3 separate regions of the Gossypium hirsutum genome follow, and all the other regions are linked to region 2. Evidence: chromatin contacts called from public Hi-C data. All regions are on one chromosome and are shown on one strand. Each heading gives the region's core, a stretch centred on a gene start, on an enhancer-like site or on the middle of the called end of the contact. The rest is flanking DNA. Distances are from core to core; before and after follow the strand shown.

Region 1 (2,963 bases), core at 21-2,520, 160 kb before region 2:
GGTAGATGGCTTCTGAGAAAGAATAAATAAATATGCCTTTTCTCTTTTACCCGGAAAAAGAATCCATGGCCAGGCCCAGCTAATTTTGCGGAAGGGGGAAAAAAACCAAAATTCAATCTCTTTCCCCTCCCTCCCCCTCCCAACCTAAGAGCTTCTCAGAAATCAAAGAAAATGGGTAAAATTAAAAAAAAAAGCCCCAAATAGAAGAGAAAAAGCTTGAAAACAAAGAAAAACTCTTTTTTTTTTTCCAAACGAACAAAAGGAGCCAAGAAAAATAAAACATGATTTTTTTTTTAAATTCCAAGAAAGAATTGATGTTCATACCTAGTGAGACGAGGATTGAATTGAGAAAAAGGAGAGGATTCTTTATCTAAAAGCCGAGAAGTGATTCTTCTACGAATTATAGCATTGGATTTATGAGAGATTTTTTGAGGGTCTTTAACTCTCACACATCTTAGCCTCTTTCTATTCCCCCACTGTAAAAACAACTCCGGCTCTATTGTTTTGCATGTTCTTTGGCTCCTCTCTTCTTTCTCCATCTCTGTCATTAAACCAATAAGAACAAATTAAAAAAAAAGTTTCAATTTTCTTACATCCAATAAAATCAAAGCTGAAGAGCAATAATTTTTTTCTTTTTTTTAAAAGAAAGACCCAAAATCCAATTTCGGTTGAAGAAAATAAGAATAATAAAAACTGATTTTTCAAAAAAGAAATCCCCCGGAAAACCAATTTGGGTGGTTTATGCTGTGAAAATCAAAGAGATGATGAAAATAAAGTCTGGGTGTCTTCTGTTTGTTAGAGTAGGAAAAGAAATGCCATATTAAAGGGAAAAAATGAAGTTCGAGAGAAATTGGTTGCCTGACCTTGAAAAGCTAAACAGATACGCTATAATCTTTCCTAAAAAAAACCCAGAAACTCCCAACAAAAAAAAGAAACCAATTACCAAGTAAGAACAAAAAAAAAAGAAACAAGATAAAGCAAAAGAAGGAGATTTCTTACAGTGAAGAAATGGTATCATCCCAGAGAAGAACAAAAAATAGGTTTTGTTTTGTATTGTATTGTTCGCCCAAATTATTAGTGCAAATTCTGTGTTTCTGTTTCTCTTTAACCTTTCTCTGATGTCTTCTTTTGGTTCCTGTAATAGATTCTGGGAAAGGAGATGAAGCAAAAACAGGGGAGAAGAGAAGATATGGTGGCGTTGTATATATGGATCATTGGGTGGGTTAGTTAACCAAACCAAGTAGGCGAGGTAATAAGTGGCATTAGTTCCATTTTAATGGAGCTTGGGCTATTTCTTCTTTTATAAATTTCTAGAAAGGCCTTCACTTCCCTTTTCAAGTATTTCAGTTGGGCTTACAAATATGGGCTCCATAATTCTCCCAAAACCTAATTAATAAAAATAAATAGAAAAAAGCAATTAAAATCTTTCTCCTATGTTAAACAAAATATTTTAAAATTTATATAAATACCTTTGAGTATAAGAATTGAAAAACCAGTTAAAACAAGAATTTTGATTATTCCCCTAAATTTTAGTTATTTTTTCTTTTATCTTTGAGCTTTCTTGTAACTATAATTTTATTTATAAGAAACATTTAATTGGTCACAACAGTGCATCTAAGTTAGCAACAAATTAATTAGAATTAAAATGATCTGAAAGTGATGAAAAAATATGATTGGTGATTCTCAGCTTCTTAACTCAATATAGTGTCCAAGTAATGAACTTAACCTAGGATTTTAAGCAACCCCATTGACATTTCAAAACCTGAAAAGGAGCATCCAATTTACCTGCCACACCAACAATATGAATTTTAAAAAATGTAAAATCCCCCAACTCATCAAACTCACAGTCCTCCAGCTTCTGAGGGTATAAAGTTGAGTGTGTGAAAATGGAATTTGACTTTAAAGCCATGGAGTTAGGTCTGCACTGCTTTGAGATTAGGAAATGGGCATCATAAGTCAAGTAAAGGCGGATTATGTTGACTCCTTGGGGTACCGCGAGCTCCTTTAAAATATGTGTTTGAAGTTAATACATTTTATATCTTTTTAAAGTGTTTTGTATATGAATATATAAATAAATCCATTGTATTTAGGAACAACGAAAGTGGTCTCAATTATATTTTATTTTATTTTCAATGCTTAAAATGAAAATTTATAAAAGTTTATGTAATTTATCTATAATTTTTTCATTTTGATTCTTGGAAACAGCACGCTTTGCCTTCTAATTTTGCTTTAAAATCTCCCCTAAAGATTGTGGGGGTAATTCAATGATTTTTAGGTTGAAGTGTGAATGAAGCTACAATCAATTCAATTTTATCAAAGTTATTGTAATTTATCCACAAAATGTTCTACTTTTAATTAGGAACAAGAATTTGGTGATTTTTTTTATATTGCGTCAATGTTTTTTTTTTTATTTTGAAATTCATTTTTTTATATTTTTAATATTTTTTAATACTTTTATACACCACTTATCAATCTCCTAATCTTATACATATGCGTAAATACTATACATAATATATTATCTAATTAAAATGGTAGTTTTCTTTGGACAAAAATTAAAAAGGTAGTTTAGTTTGCTTTAAATATTTAATTATTAGAATTAATGAAATAAAATTAGTTTATTTAGATAAAATTTTGTAAGCACGTGCGAGGATTTAATTGAGTCAATTTTAAGCCAATGAAAAAAAATTGAGTTAGTTGTAGGTATTTGAATGAAATACAAATTAAAAATTACGGTTATTCGAAATTAAATTCAATCCTAATTTTTATTTAATATATAATTAATTTATTTTTTATGGTATAAAAATAAATATTTTATATTTAAAACAAATTAAAAATTTTGAAAAAATTATTGTTTTTTAGAAATATTTATAAAAAAAATCTTAAAATTTTTTCAAATAATATTCCATATTCATTTTATCAAAATAAGTCTAAAATATCAAAATAAAATATTAATATGGAAAAAT
Region 2 (2,963 bases), core at 187-2,686:
AAAAGAACAAAATTTACATCCTCCGTCATTTAGACATATAGATCCTTTTTCAGCCACAAACTAATCAACATAGTCCTGCCACCATACACCTATAAGTATGTCAATAAAGCAAACACTATTAATATTTCATAGATTCAATTAATGCTTTAGAAAACATATAACATATTTCACTAATACGGCTTATGTTTCAGCTGATTTGCATAAGGCTTAAAACCTGAAATAGAAGATCCTAAGCTGCATCTCCAGTACTTTCCTTGTAGCTCATGTAGCCTTAAAAAATTACGTTATCTTTGCTTGGGAATACATAAAAATGCCATTCCAGTCCAAATGTTCCAGAAGAGAATAAATCTATTCAGAAGTCTTAACCAAGACTGACTGATATTAAATAATGAATGGCTAATAATTTTTGCAACTTTATTTCTATCTTCCTTATTTAAATTTATTTTTTCAGAATTCAAATTAAAGTATAATGTAAGAATCCAATACCCCCATAATGCAATAAAACCTTTATTCTGATTCTTCACAAATTTACAGCCATGAAAATTCCATAAAAATACCCTAATCCTTCAGGCTAAAAACTCATAATTTCCTAGAAATTTGCCTTCTTTTAAAATGATTATGCAAATTCATAAATACCAAGAATCCAAAATCAAACAAAATAATAATAATAATAAAACATTCCAATAAAAAATAAATTAAATCTCAAGAACCCATTTTCCTAAACCAATTAACAGATCAATCTCAATTATGAAATGAAATTTCCACCAAGATTAAGCTAAAACACGTACCTTGAGAGGGGGAATCGGAGAAAACGAAGGAGAACATTGAAAATGAAGATTTTTAATGAACACATCAGCTTCATCAGAGCAAACAGAAGAACTCCAAACGCAGCGTATTAAACATATAGATATGATATAGAAAAACAAATTAACAGAAGAAGAACCCATTTCTGGAAATGATTTATAAAACCAAAAAAAGAAGAGAGAGAGAGAGAGAGAGTTCACAACAACAACAACAACCAGAAAAAAAAGGGGGGCAAAACTGAAACCCAGAAAAAGAATAAAAAATAAAGAAAGATATAGATTAAATTAGGGGGAAAGGGAGGAGGGGAAGCAGGTGTGTGTGGGCTATTTTTTGGAAATGGGTAAAATCTAATATAATTACTGGCTTGGCTGCTAATTTGGTTCTTTTTCTTCGAAGGGTCTAAAAATTGCTCTGCTTTTGGGAAAGTATTGTAGGCTTTGGAATTTAAGATTTGAGCAGTTGAATGTAAAGCTTATTTATATGAGTTGGTTGTAGTTGATGATGTTGGATTAAGAGCTGTGCCTCGTGTATGTGTCTGTGTGGGTGTAAAGGGGATTTGCTTAGCTAAACAAAAACAAAGAAGAAAGTACCAGTGATGGGCAGGGCAGGTCTAATTTTTGGGCTTCAAGCCCTTTTATTATACATACACACATATATTTATATTTATTATCTCAAGGCACTATTAATAGTTTTGGGTAACCCAATAGTATCAATTAAAATATATTATATTTATTTTTAATTTTTTATAAAATTAGTAACATTTCAGATTATTCAGAAAGAAAAATTAAAATAATATAATTGTTAAATTTCTAAGTTATTTACTGTTTGTATTATGATCACGAATTCAAAATTTCAATATTTGATATAAAGTTAAACTAACTACAAATTAAGAAATATGATAACATATTATTTAAAAATTCATTGAGAGTCGATTGGGTGATAGTTTGATTGACATGTGTATTCTTGTTAATATAAGAAGATGTAGGTTCGAGTGCACTGAAATGCATTATCCACCTATTTATGAGTTAGAAAAAATATATACGTAATTATATTAATTATTGTTCATACTTCATAGTGATTGAGAGTAATATTGGTAAGAAAAAAATTAAAAATAATTATTAGAAGTTATAAAAAGTGAATTTATAAATTTGTAAATTGATTATGATGCATTGAAATTAAATGACTACATTGAAGTCATATTGTAGAGGAAATTTTAAACGCTTCAATGGGAAAATTGTAATAGAGGTGATGATGATGAATGATTATAAGGGGTTTCTACATGAAAAAATAAAATAAGAAATAATAACTCTGTCAGTCGATACAAATTATTTAAAATTTATGTAAACTTTTGCAGGGTGCTATGGGCGTAACGAGTACATATAGGGATAGGGGCCTTATAATTAGGGTTTAGGCAAAGGTGTTTAAGATGAGGTAGGATTTAATTGCATTAAATGTTATCCGTAATTATTATTTTAAATTGAATTAAAAAGTGAATTAAAAGTTGAGAAAATTGAATTATATGCGATGGTTCGATGGTTAAGGGTATTCATTGCTTTAGATGTGGTCTGGGTTCAGGTTATGTTAGTCGCATTTATTATTTGGACTTTATCCTGTTATTATAATTTACGAAAAGAAAAGTTTATTTTCTTTTTTTTTAATATATCTTGCCTATTTTCTATTTTCTTTTTCTTGTTCTTTCAACCATATTTTTTCAATTCTCTCAACTATTTTATTCTCAATTTTTTTTATTCAATGTCTCTCGAATTCTTCTCCTCCCAATTTTCTATTTTGTAATTTCTTTGAGTTTTATTTGATTTTCATAATTTAAAAAAAATTTTAAAATGTCAATGCCTATAATTCATTTGGTTCACAACCACATTTTAGGCGTCCAATTACAAATGATAAGAAAATATTATTTAATTTTTAATTAATATAATTATTAAGTTAATATTATTTTTAAATTTTTTATGTTTATATAACCAGACCATAGATCGAATTATCGAGGCATATATACACAATTTAAGTGCAAGGGCACCGCTTGTTATTGAGCAACACTTGGAATAGTGTTGCACATCTTCCGTGTAATGAGTATATAATTACACTCAAGGATGTGGTATTACAACTAGGTTTACTAGTTGATGAGCCAATCATTACAGGGG
Region 3 (3,176 bases), core at 239-2,738, 240 kb after region 2:
ATTTCGGCCCGCGCCCGGCCCGGCCCGAAATATGAGCCTAAGATTTTGCCCAGGCCCGGCCTGGGAAAAAATCATAAGCCCGTGCCCGGCCCGGCCCGGCCCATTTTTATTTTAAAAATTTTAAAAAATTAAAAAAAAAAGTATTTTAAAAATATTTTAAAATTAAAAAAATTAAAAAAAGTATTTTAAAAATATTTTAAAATTAAAAAAATTAAAAAAGTATGTAAAAAATATTTTAAAATTTAAAAAATAAATATATTTATTATACCCGGGCCCGGGCCAAAAAAGTGGTGCCCGAGGCCCGGCCCGTTTTCTAAACGGGCCTCATTTTTTTGCCTAAGCCCATATTTCGGGCCTATATTTTTATCCAAACCCTCCCATATTTCGGGCGGGCCGTCGGGCTGGGCCGGGCCACCCGACCCATGAGCACCTCTAGTGAGAAATAAAAGTTTTGGAGGAAAATAAAAAGTTTTGGGGAATAAAAGTTTGAGAGAAAATAAATAGGGGGAGTAAAATTTTGGAGGGAAAATATTAAAAAAAATTGGAGGGGGGAGGGTTTGGGGTAGATGAGAGGTGGGATGAGAAGGGAATAAAAGTTTTAGGGAAAAAGTGGGAGGGAGTAAAAATTTTGGGAAAAAATAAAAGGTTTTGAGGGTTTTGGGAGTAAAATTTTGAGAAAAAGTAAATGGGAGAGTAAAATTTTGGTGGGAAATGAATTTTGGGTAGATTGAGGGGTTGGGAGGGGAGAGGAGTAAAAGTTTTGGGGGGAAAGTGGGAAGGAGTAAAAATTTTGAGGGAAAAGTAAAAAGGTTTGGGAGTTTGGGGTAAAAATGTAAAATATTATAGTTTGATATTCGAATTATTCGAATTATTCGAGTTATTCGAATTCGAAAACTCAACTCGATTCGAACTCGAAATTTGAAAAAAATTCGAGTTGATTCGAATAAATTGATTAACTCGAATAACTCGATTCGTTTAACTCGAAATTCAAATTTTTTTTCTCCAAAAATGAATTATTTCCCTAAATTTTTTTTTAAAAAATCGACCTATGTTACCAATTTTTTCGACATATTCAACTAATTTAATCTAAAATATGGCAAATGATAATCTATTCCGTTATTAAAAAAATTAAAATCCACAAAAATTCAAAAAAAGAAATACTCCTCCATCTCAATAAACTTATCACATATTATTTAATGATTAAATGACTTTTTATTATTATTTTAAATTCATTGTTGATAAGGTCTCTTTTTAAAAAAATGATAGTAAAAAGGGTTTTACTTCATATAGATATATATGTATGTATGAAGATATTTAATTAATAAGGATGAAAGGGAGTGGTAGCATGCATGGCCAAACAGTTGGAGCATGAGAGAAGGGACAAAGGAAGCCGAGCTGGTTGAACTCCATTATACAGTTGGCTACAAATGGCGGGACCCCAACAAACTCTTCAATTGAATATACTTCTAAACCCCTTTCTCTGCCGCCCTTTAATTACCCCCCCCCCCACTTCATCTTTTTCTTACTTTTAACGTTCATTCATTCCTCTTCAAACTTTTCCTTCATAAGAGCGGGTTGAAGAAACACAAAGTATTGTTTCAAATTTGGGTTTTCGAAAACAAGGCAAAAGATGAGGGAAGTGATCAGCATTCATATTGGGCAAGCTGGAATTCAGGTTGGGAATGCTTGTTGGGAGCTTTACTGCCTTGAACATGGAATTGAACCTGATGGGATGATGCCTGGGTACGTTTTGGAACTGGCTTTTCTTCTTTCTTCTGGTAGAAACAGAAATTTCTTCTAATGAATTATGCTTCATGAAAATGGGGTTTTGGTATGAATTGAAGTAAAGCTATAGAATTCAACATAATTTTGTTATGTACTTATTGGATTTCCGCTTTATTTTTTCACTGTTTTATTGTTCTTTAATAAGCGATTATGAACAATTTGATCAAACTTCTTGCTCATGTGTCTTCACCTCATTAGCTTCCCTAATTCTTTGCTTATAGTGTTCAAATATATAATAGGAGTTCAATAGCAACCAATGCATGTCGGTGACTACTAATTTTTCAGTGAGATAATTTTCAGAGCCTAACAAAATTCTATAAATGGATCACCAATCATTTAATTTGAACCTAACAAAATTCTTTTGTGTTTGATTGCAGTGACACCTCTGTGGGTGCTTGCCATGATGCTTTCAATACCTTCTTTAGCGAGACCGGGTCCGGCAAGCATGTGCCGAGAGCTATATTTGTTGATCTAGAGCCCACTGTGATTGATGAAGTTAGATCTGGGGCTTTTAGACAACTCTTTCATCCAGAGCAGCTTATTTCTGGCAAGGAAGATGCTGCTAACAACTTTGCTAGAGGACATTATACAGGTACAACAATCTCTTCTGCTGTTCCTAAATAGCAGTTTTATTACATCTGGTCACTGGATTAAACTTCTTCGTTGATGTTGTCTGCTGCGGTTGGTAGGGAGATTGTGGATCTTTGCCTTGACCGAATAAGAAAATTGGCTGACAACTGTACTGGTCTGCAAGGATTTTTGGTATTCAATGCTGTTGGTGGTGGAACTGGTTCTGGTTTGGGTTCATTGCTTTTGGAGCGCTTTTCTGTTGACTATGGAAAGAAGTCAAAACTCGGCTTCACCATCTTCCCTTCTCCTCAGGTAATTCCCTGAACACTTTAGGGAAATGTATGAGATAATCTAGTTGCTTACTTTGTTAGACTAAATGGGAAGATTTGCTGTAAAAAAAAGAACAAAAAGAAACTCAATCAATAACACTTTATGAATTGTATACAAAAGACTCAATGAAAAATAAGAACTCAAGACACTTTTTTATTCACTGATTTACATCCTTTATATAGGCTGAAACTACAACAACTTTAGCTAAAAAATAGGATAACTCAGAAGCAAAATCACAATCAGATATTAAACTATGATTTTAGCTAACCATCCAACAAGTTTATTGAAACTAATTTGAATATTTCATCTACTGAAATGCCCAAGATTTTAGGTCACTAACTGAGTTGGTTGTGAACTTTAATACTCCCCCTCAACGCCAACTCCAAACCTTTTCACAATCCCAAGTTGTGAGCAAAACTTTTCCAACTTAGTTGTACTCAAGCCTTTTGTGAACAAGTTTGCAACCTGGTTATTAGTCTTGACATAGGACA

What was found. A called contact is a pair of places that touch in the nucleus more often than the background predicts.
Region 1: a Hi-C map of leaf shows a contact between it and region 2, with 3 times the contacts expected there. The contact joins the promoter of LOC107946179 here to the promoter of LOC107935237 in region 2. A contact is called at or near these places in 8 of 34 Hi-C or Micro-C datasets (callus, leaf and petal).
Region 3: a contact with region 2 is called in a Hi-C map of leaf, with 1.6 times the contacts expected there. The contact joins the promoter of LOC107935236 here to the promoter of LOC107935237 in region 2. A contact is called at or near these places in 2 of 34 Hi-C or Micro-C datasets (both in leaf).

What each region holds. Positions count from the first base shown.
Region 1 is chrD11:53,199,801-53,202,763 of Gossypium_hirsutum_v2.1, reverse strand. It overlaps LOC107946179, which reads right to left and starts at 1,270. Exons shown (of 5, transcript XM_016880416.2): 1 at 864-1,270; 2 at 325-541. The coding sequence starts at 539.
Region 2 is chrD11:53,037,668-53,040,630 of Gossypium_hirsutum_v2.1, reverse strand. LOC107935237 (5'-adenylylsulfate reductase-like 5) reads right to left here and starts at 1,436. Exons shown (of 4, transcript XM_016867809.2): 1 at 789-1,436. The coding sequence starts at 947.
Region 3 is chrD11:52,799,522-52,802,697 of Gossypium_hirsutum_v2.1, reverse strand. LOC107935236 (tubulin alpha-5 chain) reads left to right here and starts at 1,488. Exons shown (of 5, transcript XM_016867808.2): 1 at 1,488-1,743; 2 at 2,163-2,377; 3 at 2,468-2,667. The coding sequence starts at 1,631.